2 separate regions of the Mus musculus genome follow, and region 1 is linked to region 2. Evidence: chromatin contacts called from public promoter capture Hi-C data. All regions are on one chromosome and are shown on one strand. Each heading gives the region's core, a stretch centred on a gene start, on an enhancer-like site or on the middle of the called end of the contact. The rest is flanking DNA. Distances are from core to core; before and after follow the strand shown.

Region 1 (7,249 bases), core at 3,945-6,444, 2.0 Mb after region 2:
ACTCACTCAGGGACAGGTCCTTCACCAGGTGCTAAGGGAAGGGTACAAAGAACACAGGTGAATGACACCTGATCTTGGAGTTGAATGTGAGGATGAGGTCTTAGAGGCTTGGAACAAAAGGGAACAGTGGCCTCTGCTGAGCCCACTTCCTTTTTATATCACAGCCCACTTCAGAAGACTCAGGCCAAGGACCTAAGGCAACACTTCTATAAGCCTCTGCTTTCTTTTCCGTAGAGGAATAAAGAAGAATGTGTGGAACCTGTTTCCTCCTGTGCAGGTCCTTAGTGAGGCTCTCTCATGAGACAGATGCAGCTGTTTCTGTGATTCCCTATGGCTGTTCTTTGGAGACTGTGTGCATCATCCAAAACAGGCTGGGGTCTTCTGGGTTTTGCTTACCTGAGCTATCTCCGGAAACCTCTGCCTTGTTTGCAGGTTGAGTGCCAGGCTCTTCAGTGGGGACCTTGCTGTCCTGGGGTGAAGCTTCCTTTCTGAAAACAGAGAGGCACAGTACTCAAGTAGCTGCGACAGAGAAAAATGCCTCTCTGCTTTCACAGGCAGGACACAAGTGAGGAGCCCAAGGGCTGAGTGTGGTGAATTTTATCAGTATAGTAGAAAGCTCCCCACAGCATCTGTTGGAAGGAGTGGAAGCTATCCCTTAGAACGGGTAACTGTTCTGAGATGAATCACAGACCATGTGCAAAGTCAGTGCCCAAGTACACCTGGGATGCAGGCTCAGCCAGCTTAGTGCCTGCACAGCTGTGTGCCGAAAGGGCTTGAGGGTGTTGTGGGTCCAAGGAGTCAGATTAACTTTGGGGATCAATTCTCCAGCCTTCTTGGCAGGACTGACCCCAACCACAAGCCAGAGAAGACAGTATCAGGATAGAGAAGGAACGGGAGTGATGAGAGGAGATAGCATTCAGTAGAGAGACTGTGAACATGGGCTGGGCGAGGGATGGCTAGTAGGACTGCCTCTACCTTGACAGGGGTTGGCGTGGGAAGCATGAGTCATACTTGCAACCTTTCCAAGGAGTCTTTATGTTCTAAGTCATGTTGCTCAAAGTTGTGTACCAGTGACCAGGGACACCTGGGGTAAGAGCTACTGTGTCACCCACATGTATTATCTATCTATCTATCTATCTATCTATCTATCTATCTATCTATCTATCTATCATCTATTGAGTGTGCATGTGTACTCAGGTAGGTAAGTTTATATGCACCACATTTTGCAGGAGCCCATGGAGGACAGAAAAGGGCACTGGAATCCCTGGAAATAGAGTTATAGGCAGCTCTGAACCACTGTATGCATGCTGGAAACTGAACTAAGGTCAGAGCAGCTGCAACTTCTGATCCAACTCTCCAGCTCCTTCACATATATGTTTTTAAAACAGTGTTTCTGTATGTGAGCCTGACCTGGGTTCAAACTCAGAATTCCTCTGCCCTTCAGTTTACTGAGGGTTGTAATCTCAGGCAAACTTACATCACCATGCCCATCTTATCTGCATATTTGGCAAGGACAAAATTCTGAATGTGTGCCTCTGAAGAATCATTGCGCAAAGAAGCAAAACTCAGACTAACTGCCTTTGTCCTGATGGTAAAATAAATCGGATTTTAAATTCTGGTAAATTGATGCAAACAGAATCTGTCACTAATGTGAAGCAGTAGCGAAAATAAATTTGGATGAATCCCTAAAATTTCCTTTCAAGGAGATCCCAGTAGGCTGAGGACATAGCTCATTAGTATAGCACTTAGGCGTGGGTTCTGTCCCCAGCACCATAAAGCAGGTGTTGGGAGCATGAAATTATTCTCCTGGAGGAGGGGCAAAGGTCATATCATCCCAGGGAGGGCACCCTAAGTAAGGTTGTGTGTTGCAGTGGGTAAGGCCAGAAAGGACTGAGGTAACCACTGAACAGGAGAGGGGTTTGGTCTGCGCTCCATTCCTAAGCCCCATACAGCAGTGAAGCGTCTACCCCAAGGCTGGGGTACCCACTGGGACAGAGAACTCCACATATAATGTGGTGCACCATGATAATAGACATCACGGAGGTCCCTGGCTCCACTCTACCTGCCAGACACTCACTGGAGGTAGCTGAGCCTCTCAGGCACCCATGTGGCAGACGGCAGGTGCACTCGCTCCCGATCATCCTGCATCTGCAGCCGGATGGGTCGTCTGAGTCCCCAGGCAATGTTGAGGAGTCCTTCGATGATCAGAGTCCCTTCTTCCTGTGGGAGAAACACAGGTCAGTCATTTCAAAAATCCAGAAGCTTCCCTAAAGATGTCTGTCCTTCCTCTTTGTGACCTGCTCGGGAACACGATGCTCAGCCCCCCAACCCTCCCAGGGAAGAGCGAGCTGTGTGTGCATGCTTCAGTGCACGAGGGCAGGGACCAGCAGGAGGACACATGAGGTGTTCCTTCCGCTGCTAAGTCCAGGCCCGGCCAAAGGCAGGGCGGAGGCCAGCATGGAGCTGCTGAGTCAGGTGTCCCCTAGGACACCGCAAGTGTCTGGCAGGCACGTCTACACTGCCGGGAGGAAGCACGAGCGGGGGGAGGCATGCCTGGACACTTGTACTGGGCTAGGCTCCTTGACTCAAAGGGCACTGGGACAGAGAATCCCATAGCCACCAGGCTCTACTGGACATCCTACTGTCTGTGTTCCCTGCCTTGTTTTTCTCTCCACACATCCATCAGTGGCAATGCCAACTGCCTTTTTTTTCCCCTAATGGTGGATGCTGGTTTGCCTAACACTTCTGGGACATTTCCATGGTCTATCATGAGTATTTCATGCTATTTTCATACTGAACCTTCAGCCTTCTCCGACTTCCTTAGGTCTCCAAATGAAAGGACTGCTACTCAACCCACAGTATTCCACCCCACAGGCACCCTCCTGACTCTGGCTCAAACTTCTTCGGTCCTTGGTTCTTTGTCTCTGACGTATTTCCAGCCTCTCTCTCTTCATGGGACTCTCTAGGCTCCCTGTACTCTATGATTACTCCATGAGCAACTGTACTGTCCGGGACCTACCTGAAACCTCTGGCACCACTGAGAGACTCCAGCCTCACTCTCTCATGGCTCTCACCCTATATTTTATTTATTTACATATACGTCTTGGGCCAAGAACATTTAATATAAGAGTCCCACATGTACCCCTATTCTCCCCGTACCTCTTTTCTCTTCTCTTCTCTTTGGGTATTTATTCAGTGATGTTCTACATCCAGTTACCGCTTAAACCGTAACTAATCTCTTTTCATATCTATTTGCCACACAGTTCCCATCTTGGATGGTGGCATGGATAGGCCTACTAACCATGATTCATGATGGCTAACACGCACACTGAAGATGTTTGAGAACACAACGGATGATGGTGATGACGTGGGGTCTAATTAAGAGTTCAGCCAAGCTTCCTAATCCATGGAACAGGAAGCTAAGCAAAGCCTGCGATTAGGTCTCTGCTATGGAGTGATGCTAAGGCATGGTGGTGAAGGGTGTGCTAAGTGAGGTCTGAAGACTCACATACTTAATGGCTACTTAAACGTACAGCACAGGGGATTGCAGTGGGCCTGGTGCTGCCCCGTGGATCTCTAAGATTCATTCATCTGGAAGAACTGGGGTCCCTACTTCTCTTTCTTCCCTACCACTCTTGATAGCCATCTTCCTTCTTTCTGCCTCTATGCATTTGAGTTATTTTGGATTCCACACTACACTTAAGTGAAATCATGCCCCACCCACTGCCCCATGGAGTCTCCTCTCTCTTCATTGTCCTGGAAAGCCCCCGTGAAAACAGGGATGTCATGAGAACCTTCACGTGGGGATGGCCTCACCCCCACTCACAGTGTGGATCTCATGGTCGGCTAACAGTCATGCCTAGTTTCAAACACCTCACTGACCACAGAGAGAAGAGTCTAAGGCTATCAAAACCACACACAGCTTCCTGATACGGCCTCACAGTGTTTGCCTAAACAGTCAGGCAAAAGGCTGGAGTCCTGTGGAATCATTCAGGTGTAAGTTGGGAATTGTCACCTGACTTAAGCATTGTTCAGTATCTCCAATGTCCCCATGCCTTTACCCATGACTCTAATGCTACACTTGGAATGCATAGACACAAGACCAGCAGCTCACCATGCTGCAGGAGGCTAGTGTCTGTCCAGCCCTCATGTATCAGACCTGAACGTACTGTTCCCTCTGTAACTCCTCTTCCTCCCGCTTCTGAGGGTAGGTGAGCAGAGGCGCTGAGGCCTGAGAAACGCAAAGCCGGTTCCTTCCCAGGGCTGTCCATCTTGCCTTCAGCTGCCACTGTGTTGGTATCACCCTTGGAGTCCCCTGGTTTCTCACAGCTGCTGTCATTTGCCCGAGCATGGCATCTGGCAGAAGCCACACTACAGCTCCTTACTCAAACCTATAGTGCCTTGCCCTTGCTTTGGTATCATCTGGCCCACCTGACCTGGACCACCCCCTCTTCTGCTGCTCCACAGCCCTTCGGCGCTCTATTTTGCAGCCATCCTGAGTGCTGAGTCACTGCGCCTGCCCACTGATGACTCCATAATCCTTCTCACTGGGAAACAGGCATCATACGTGGTGATTTGTCCACAGTATTTGCTATGCCATTAGCAGTCACTGGCACATGCCTGGCCAACAACGGGCAAGCAAATTTCTCCTTGAAAGTATCTGAGATGTTATGAGAGAAGTCAGACAGACTGTCAAGCTGCCCCGGCACTTGTGTAAGGTGATGTCCCTCACCCTGCAAGCCTCATGTGTTATCATGATCATAAGTGTAGGCCTGGAACTCAGCAAAACTTAGCACAAGGCTGGCGTGTCACAGGATCACAGGTCCTGGGGTAATCCATAGTAGAAAATACTGTGCTATACCAGACAGGGGTGGAAGCCCATGGGGGTCCTATGGAGGTCCCAGGTTCCAGCAGTCCCCAGGTCCCAGGAACCCCCAGGCTGGCTTTGCTCTCTACCCATAGTAAAGCTGTCTAAGTCAGGTGAGGTGGCTGCCCCACACCTCACCCTACAGTGTAAATATTTCCCAACCTCCTGCAGGCACATACACAAATTCCAGGCTGGCAGCTGGGCCAAGCCCCACCCTCTGTGCTTTCCCCTGAGAACCTTCCAAAGTGCTGTTATTTTGAGCTTTTCCTGACAATGATTGATGACCGGAGGAACCGTGTAAAAGCAGCAGTGTGTGTTGGGTTTGCCAGACCGCACAGGGGAAGAAACCACAGCACATCGTCCTGACTGTCCTCTTCCCAGGGACCAAGAGCTAGAGACCCGGCTGTGACTGCCCGCCTCTGGGGCTTCCTTTAGAGGAGACAGTCTTTACCCATCTAGACTCCTGCCACCCTGACTGCTGACTTACAGGTAAGAAGAGCAGCCACCCTTTGGCTTGACACTTTTAAAACACGGGGCTAGTTTATCTCTGAGAGCATCTCTCATCCCGAGCTTTCACGGCCTGACTACTGGATAGAGAGCAGGGGGGTGGGTACCACCGACCACTATGATAATAAGGTGTTTATACAAGGCCTTTGTGTTTACAGGAGAGCTGTGATGTCAAAGCTATGTCTCCGTGAATTTCCCCATATATCCCTGCCAGTGGGATGTTTATAACCCTATTTTTCAGACAAGTAATTAGAGGTTTAGAGAGGTGACATTGCCAGTCTCTAAGTCATTAAGTGGCAGAGACGAGTTTAAAACCTAGGTGTTCTCTGACCCCACATTAATACCCCCCCCCCCGTTTTCTTACCTGTTCGTTCTTCATTTTAAAATTTTTAATTAATTTATTTTATTTTATATGCATGGATATTTTGCCTACACTAATGTATGTGTGCTACACACATGCCAGTCAGACCCCTGGAACTTGATTTATAGATGGCTAGAGCCACTATGTGTGTGCTAAGAACTGAACTCAGGCTCTCTGCAAGAATAAGTACCCTTACCACTGAGCCCCGACTATCTGGCTATTCTTAAACAACACTAATGATGAAGCCTTAGTGAGCTGGGTACTTTGGTGGTAGCTGGAAGGATGAGTGCGGGTGGGGGCAGGGGGGTGAGCCTTGGTCTCAGATCTGCAGGTTTCTTATTGTTTTCTGGGTACCCGAGCCCCGTGTAGCATCTCCGATGAGGGAGAGGAAGTAGGAGGGTGTCAGGGTGGCATGGCGGGCTCGCCACTGGTTTCCTCTTGGCTAACAGGTTGCTTTTGCTTTATTAGCAGCTATGAGGTCCCGGCTTCTGCTGCCCGTGCCCCATTTGCCAACGATTCGGGAAATGTCAGAAGAGCTGTCACATGGGGCAGCTGGGCAGGAACCCCCAGCGTCCCCCAGCCTGGATGACTACGTCAGGTGTATCTGTCAGCTGGCACAGCCCACCTCAGTGCTGGACAAGGTCACAGCCCAGAGCCGTCCCAACAGACCCTCCCGGCCAGCCTGGACTCGAGAGAAGAGGCGCCAGGCCGAGTCTCCAGGAGACAGCTCTCTTTGCGTCAGCAGCCTGCAGCCCACACTGCCCTCTCCCGGCACTGACAACCCTCTGGACTGGCTCTTTGGGAAGTCACAGGGAGAGCAGGCAGATGGGAGAGGTCGACCCAACAGGACTGGTTCTTCAGATCCCTGGGATGTGCCCAGACAGATGGGCAAGGACACGGGGAGACTCTGTGAGGCCAGGGTACCTGAGCACTCTCTGGGAAGAAAACCAGGGCCCAGGCACCAGACCTCCGACCTGAAAAGCTGGACTTCTAGAAAGTCCTGCCGGGCCTTAGCGTCCGTCTCCAGCTCTCGCCCCAGCAGTATCCTAGGTACTCTCTATTTGCACCTCCCAGTGATCCATGAACTCTAACTCCTACCCCAGGAAAAACCCATAAAGGATATGGTGGGCCCCTGTGCTCTCTCTAGCTTTCCTCTCCTGTGGTGGACACTTCCTGGCAGGTCTGCAGGGACTGGGCAATTCCTAGTGAGACCCATCCTCTAAAGAGCGATGACAGTCTAGCTCCCACAATGCGACTTTGACTGGTACCTTTTGTGTCTGGCTGGCCCGTGACTTTGAAGCGACTCAGTGTCCTCTATGTCTTGGTTTTATCATGACTAAAGTGAGTGTAGGTGGAGTGACCACCTCCCAGATTGCTCTAATGAGGAGATGCGGGCTGTACTCTGGGTGGCTGCCACAGTCTCATGAGAAACCAAGGGCAAAGGACCAAGGAAAAGGGTCTCAGGCCCCTAAAGCAGTGGCTTTCAACCATCCTAATGTTGTGACCTTTTAATA
Region 2 (6,686 bases), core at 657-3,156:
CTAGTTCTACAGCTTTAGGCCAATGTAGCATTCCAAGTCCCCATCCTAAAAAGAATGATCACAGTGTCACTTCAATGTAGCCTACTCTGTGCATACCACTGAAAATATTGAGAAGAGTGTGTGGGGATAGATAAATTTTCATTTGTCCCAAGGTTAGCTTCTCCCATCAAAGAAGCCACCAGAGAACAGGCTGGCCAGGAGAGGGAACAGTCCATCCAGCACAGCATGGTCCAGCCCTCTTGTATTATACTAGCTCCCATTTGCCTTTTTTTTTCTGGTCTTGTGTGTTACTCCTTAAGCAGAGAAAACTTATCAGAAGCAGGAATTCACACCTTCCATCTTGCTCTCTGTGATGTTTGGGGCAAGATGATGACTTGGGTGCAAAATTGTTGATCAGCTGTGATTGGTAGCCAGTTGTGGTCCTGGAGACATTTACCCACCTGTAGTTCAGGGTGGTCTTCCATTCCAGTAGTTATTCCTTGTTCCCCAACTTCATGCCTTCTTCCTAACGCTCATTTTGTGGGGTTTTTTTTCTTATTTTTCAGAGTCTAAGATTATTTCCTGTCACTCTGACTCCAAAGTGTCTGTCTCTCTCTCTCTCTGTCTGTCTCTCTTTCTTTTTTCCAGGAACCACTTTCCATTTGTTTACTCTGCCCCCCCCCCCGTATAAGCTATAAGGCACACACACACACACACACACACACACACACACACACACACACACACCACCTTGTAATTTATCCATTAGAAATAGGAAACCCTTAATGTAAAAAAAAATCAATAAATAGTCCAAGATATTATGATGAATCCCTAGAGGCACTCCAAAGGCACTGTGTGCCAGGAAAGGTGTCCGTGGACTGCCATCTCAGCAATGGTGATGCGGTATCAGGATGCTTGCCTTGAGCTCTGATCATCCTGGACTATAGAACTAAATCAAGTCAAGTACACTCTTGTCGCTAAGGAAGTCACTCATGTGCAAGACTCCCCAGGCTAGAGCATTTCATTATGTTCATTATCCTGTCAAAAAAAAAAATGTTTTCCCAGTAGTAAGTTTTTTGTTCGTTTTATTTGTTTGTTTGTTTTGTTTGAGATAGTGTAGCCCTGGCTGTCCCAGAACTCACTACTCACAGATCCACCTACCTCTGCCTCCCAAATGCTGGATTTTTTGTTTTGTTTTGTTTTGTTTTGTTTTTCGAGACAGGGTTTCTCTGTATAACTCTGGCTGTCCTGGAACTCACTTTGTAGACCAGGCTGGCCTTGAACTCAGAAATCTGCCTGCCTCTGCCTCCTGAGGGCTGGGATTAAAATCTTGTGCCACCACGCCCAGCCCAAATGCTGGAATTTAAGACATATCCCACACCGTCTGGCCCATATTAGGTTCTTAAGAAGTGATTTTATAGTCACTGAAGTTGCTGGCTGCAGTAGCTTGGTGGATATTTTAGATTCTATTTGGTTTTCCAGAGTTATATTTGGTTGGGCAAGCTTTTAATCCCAGCACTGGGGCAAAGCAAAGGTAAGCAATCTCTGTTAGTTCGAGACTAGACTGATGTATATGTATACAGGTCCAGAACAGCCATGGCTATGTAGTGTAAATATGAGGAGGACATAACCTTTTTAAAAAATTAAAAATGCAAAAAATAAAAATAAACCTTGTTTCAACACCTGTACTCTAGTACTACCCTGGGAATTTGATAATAATTCCGTAGTACTGTAGAGTCACTCGCAGGAAAATGTAATCTTCCTTACAAGCCCCAAAAGGCTTACAGGTTAGCCTTAGTTTCGCCCCGTTATTGCGGTTGTGGGGACCCTTTTTGTCGTTGTTGTTGTAGTGCGCATGCGCGCCGCGCTTCCGCGTTTGTGTGGGCTGGGTTATTACGTCATTGGGCCGCGCGGCGCGGCTGGGGCTGTGGTTGCCGGAAGTTGAGCGGCGGTAAGTAAGCCGTGGTTGCGGAGCAGCTGCCGGGGCTGGCGGGGTTCACTTAGGAAAGCTGAAGCCAGTTTTGGGCTGGTCTGGAATATTCTTCACCTGTCTATACTCGGTCCCCTCGTACTCCGGCAGAGAGTGTTGCGATCTCCGGGTCGGGAGGCGCCTCTGGTTGCTCATTCTGTGAAGTGCTGCCTTTGGCGTGTGTGGACCGGCCACGGAGTAAGCTTGTGTCCCCGGACTGTGAAGGGACTTGATCTTGTTACTTATGAGGAGGACATAATTAAATCTTTTCTACTAGAGGTTCTGCATCCCCTTAAAGGACCCAGAGATTACAAATTAGTACTTTATAGGAAATCAGCCTGGTGAGGCAAATGCACTTGTCAGAAAGTTTCTGAGCCAGGCATGGTCGCGGAGAGAGGTGACCCCAGCCGCAGGGAACCTGAGCCAAGAGAACTGCTATTTAGAACCAGCCTAGGCAATCGGACACAAACCCTTTTGCAAACTGGAAAACGGGTGTGGGATGTAGTTAAGTCCCAGAGCGGTTCTTCAGCGTTCCAGGGTCCTGGGTTCAATTACCAGCACATGCCAAATTGAATTTGAGATGAGACCGAATCAACCTGCGTCTGCAATTTTATTTAATTCTTTAAAATTATTTGTAACTTTGAGTGCGTGTATGCGTGTGTGGTCTCATGCCTCCAGAGACAAGACATGGCGGACCCCAGCAGAAGTGGAGCTCCAGGCAAGCTGTGCCTGATATGGGTGCTGGAAACCCTACCCAGGTCTTTGTAAGCACTGAGTCGAGTCAGCTTTCCAGTATAAATTAATTTATTTTTTTAAGACTGAATGCCATGCACCCCATGCTGTCTTTGAACACTCAGTGAAGCAGAGGCCGGCCTTTGAGTTTTTATATTTCTACTTCCACCTCCTTGAGTCCTGGGATTACAGGTGTGTACCACTACGCCTGTTTTTCTGATGTGTTCCTGCATGCTGGGCATCATAATATCATGGACTATTTATTGATTTTTTTTTTTTTTTTACATCCAGGGTTTCCTATTTCTAATGGATAAATTACAAGACGGTGTGTGTGTGTGTGTGTGTGTGTGTGTGTGTGTGTGTGTGTGTGCCTTATAGCTTATACAGGGGGGAAACAGGGGTAAACAAATGGAAAGTGGTTCCTGGGGAAAAAAAAAGAGACTTTGGAGTCATATTGACAGCAAATACTCTATCATCACCTCAGAGCTTCACTCCCATATCAGGCATCCTATTTATAAATCCTGGTCACAAATGTGCTTTCCCTTTCAAACGTGCTAATTTGGTGGCTTTTTATGTTGGTTTGACTTTGTCTTTCTTTTTTTAAAACCCATGTAACTGGTAAACAGACCTGTCTGCCTTGTAGACTTGAGGGCTCTGCCTCGGGCTTTTCCTTTCCCATAGACTGTTTATTTGTTTATTTTTTATTTTATTTTATTTTATTTATTTTTTTTTTTTGGCCTTGGTTTGTGAAAGCTCATGACTTCCTGTTGCTTCCAGCTTGCCTCCACCCAGTTCTTACTCAAAAAAGTCATGTGAGGAGTTAAGGACTGTGGCTTGCAGTCACAGCCCATTGCCCAATTAGAGTCATACTTGCTTTTAGTTGCCCCATGTGTATCTTTGAAAACTGCTAGACTGCCTTCCTCTCTCCTCTGTAGCTAAATGCACTTAGTTCTTTATAGTCAGTTCTACTGTGATACAAGACTTTTATATTATTAAATCCTAACATACAAAGCAGTGTCTGGTATATATGTTTAACAAATATGCATAGATATACCAAGTAAATGGCATACTTGAATACCAAATAAAAGACACATGCGAATGCCTATTATGTACCAGGCTTTATTTGTAAGTTAAGTGTCAGTGAATTGTACACTTTAAATGAGGTGGTAGTGATTATCTTTTTTTTTTTTTTTTTTTTTGTTTTTGTTTTTCAAGACAGGGTTTTCTGTGTAGCCCTGGCTGTCCTAGAACTCACTCTGTAGACCAGGTTGGCCTCGAATTCAGAAATCCGCCTGCCTCTGCCTCCGGAGTGCTGGGATTAAAGGCGTGCACCACCACACCCGGCTGGTAGTGATTATCTTAATCTCAGCACTTGAGAGGCTGAGGCAGAGAAAGCAGAGAAAGAAGGATTAAGAGTTCCACATGCTAGGTGTGGTGGTGCACACCTTTAATCCCAGCACTCTGGTGGATCTCCGAGTTCAAGGCCAGCCTCATCTACAGAATAAATTACAGGGGTAGCCAGTGCTATTCAGAGAGACCTTGTCTTTAAAAACCAAGAGATCAATCTTCTGATAGGCATAATTGTACAATCGTTTCATCTCAGTACCTTAGGAACTGGAGACCATCCTGATCTTCACAGTGGGGCTTTGTCTAAACAAATAAAAAAGTTGAGGCCTGGAGCAATGTTTCAGTGGCTTACCCATGCCATGCAAACACAAGGATCAGCGACCCAGAATCCTCATAAGTACCAGGTGGGCTTGATGACCTGTCTGTAATTTCAGCCTTGGAGGGTAGAGGCTGGCTGTGCAGAGCAAGCTGGCTAGCTAGACTAATGATATGGAATATTGATGAGTCCTGGGTCTGATTGAGAGACTGCTTCAATGGAACAAGGTGGAATGTGATGGAGGATGACTCCCAACTTCAACCTGGGCCTCCACAAGAATGTGCACATATGTGCACCCCTGTGCACATGTGCCCTCCCATAATGCAAACACGCATATACATACATGGACAACACAACCACATGAAAATGGACAAGGAACAAAGCCATCTTCAGCTGCATGCCTTGGTCAAGGCCAGCTTGGGCTACATGAAGCCCAGTCTCCAGAAATGAATGAATTAGTGACAGAATACTTCTAAGGAGTGGGAGGTGCTTCAAGTCCTGGGTGGTTGTATAAAATTCCAGGTAACAGGATGGAGAGCAACCAGGAGCCATTTGGTTTCTGTTTGGATTTGAGGATACTATTTGAGAATGTGTTGAACAAGAATAAACTCTGAGGACATAGTATTTGAGCCAAACCCAAACAATGAAAGCTATCTTCACCCCAGCTTTGTCCCCCAGTTTTCTTACACTGCTTACAGTTGTCTTGCATAGAGCTCTGCCCTCATCTGCCTGGAACATCTGTCTTCAGATTTATGTGGCCAACTTCTGTGTGATTTTTGGAACCTTTTAAAGAGTAGAGGATAGGACTTTATTACAAAACCACAGGATCAAGGTTCATTTTCTGAAGGCCAATATAGTGGCACATACCTTTAGTCCCAGCATTCTGGCAGAGGCAAGTAGATCTCTAAGTTCAAGGCCAGTTTGGTCTACAGAGTTACAGGACAGCCTGAGTTACACAGAGAAATGCTTTTGTGGGCAGGGAATTCAGGGGAATCCTTTTCTGTCCTTAGCGTGTCTCTCTCTCTCTCTCTCTCTCTCTCTCTCTCTCTCTCTCTCTCTCTCTCTCTCTCTCTCTCTCTCTCTCTCTCCCTCTCTCCCTCTCTCATTATATCTAAGTACACTATGATATAACTGTCTTCAGACGCACCAGAAGAGGGCATCAGATCTCATTATGGATGGTTGTGAGCCACCATGTGGTTGCTGGGATTTGAACTCAGAACCTTCAGAACAGTCAGTGCTCTTAACTGCTGAGCCATCTCTCCAGCCTGCCAGTATCGCATTAAAGAAAATAAGCATGGATCTGCTTAGTGCCTTACAGGGCCCCAACATCTGGGAATGCAAAGATGAGGGATGTATGTATCCTTTCCCTCCAGGAGCTGACTTGTGACAATCTGGCAAGAAACTTGCAGAGATTTGAGGGAGGAGGACTTTGGTTGCAGGCAAATCAGGCTGGGGATACACAGCCACGCTGGCACTTTATCCTGGATCTAGCAGGTATGTCCAGTGTGTGCAACCCACCACAAAACTGCAGATTTATTTAAAACATTAGATTACACAGACAGCATGAACTTTATAGGTGACCGCACACTGTTCTGGTGTCAAAAGTGTGGACCCACTTGGAACAGTGCCCAGGGTACTCCGGATAAAGAGGGTTTGCAGGTGATAAGAACGAGGCCCTGGGTGACACTGCACGGCCTGAAGGGAAGCAGAGCCATGGTAGGGTTGCAGGCTAAAAGGTGTCTGAGAAGCAGGAGCCACATTATGCATGCCCCGTAGGCAGTGCCATTTTAAGCACAGAGGCTGCATGCCACTCTTCTAAAAGTTACTTCCTGGGCTTCAGGGTCCTCTATAGAATATGGAGGAGAGGTCTGGTGCACATCATACATGAAGCCCTGAGTTCCATCTTTATAGCAGATTTGGGTAAATTAATAAAAGAATGTACTGTGTCTACAAGAAGGCTCAGTGGTGAGAGGTGCTTGCTGCCAAGTCTAATGACCTGAGTTTGACCCACAGGACCCACATGGAAGATGAGAACATGCCTTCTGATCCCCACATGCATACTCTGGCATGCTCTTCCTACAGGATTAAAATGTGATAAAAAATATAGAGTGTATAGAAAAATTGTGTGTTTTTTTTAATGTTGACATTTCCCAGTTGGACTTGGTGTATGCCTCTCCTCAGAAGGCTGAGGCCTGAGGATTGCTCATTCCAGACCAACCTGGTCCCTGTAAGAAGACCTTGTCTCAGAAAGCAAATAAGGTAGAACGCTATTTTTTTTCTAGTTTCTATCATAGTTCTTTTTTCTTGTTTGGTTGGTTTGCTTTTTCAAGGCAGGGTTTCTCT

What was found. Promoter capture Hi-C pulls out the DNA fragments that hold promoters and counts their contacts.
Region 1: a promoter capture Hi-C map of liver shows a contact between it and region 2, with 3 times the contacts expected there. The contact joins the promoter of Depp1 here to the promoter of Atg7 in region 2. A contact is called at or near these places in 1 of 39 promoter capture datasets (liver) and 1 of 9 other capture datasets (liver).

Annotation. Positions count from the first base shown.
Region 1 is chr6:116,645,490-116,652,738 of GRCm38.p6, forward strand. It overlaps Depp1 (DEPP1 autophagy regulator), which reads left to right and starts at 5,195. Exons shown (of 2, transcript NM_145980.2): 1 at 5,195-5,356; 2 at 6,204-7,249. The coding sequence starts at 6,209. The coding sequence ends at 6,826. Rassf4 (Ras association (RalGDS/AF-6) domain family member 4) reads right to left here. Exons shown (of 11, transcript NM_178045.4): 4 at 2,078-2,220; 5 at 397-488. It overlaps Mir7043 (microRNA 7043), which reads right to left and starts at 558; the gene lies at 489-558.
Region 2 is chr6:114,641,221-114,647,906 of GRCm38.p6, forward strand. Atg7 (autophagy related 7) reads left to right here and starts at 1,907. Exons shown (of 19, transcript NM_028835.5): 1 at 1,907-1,930.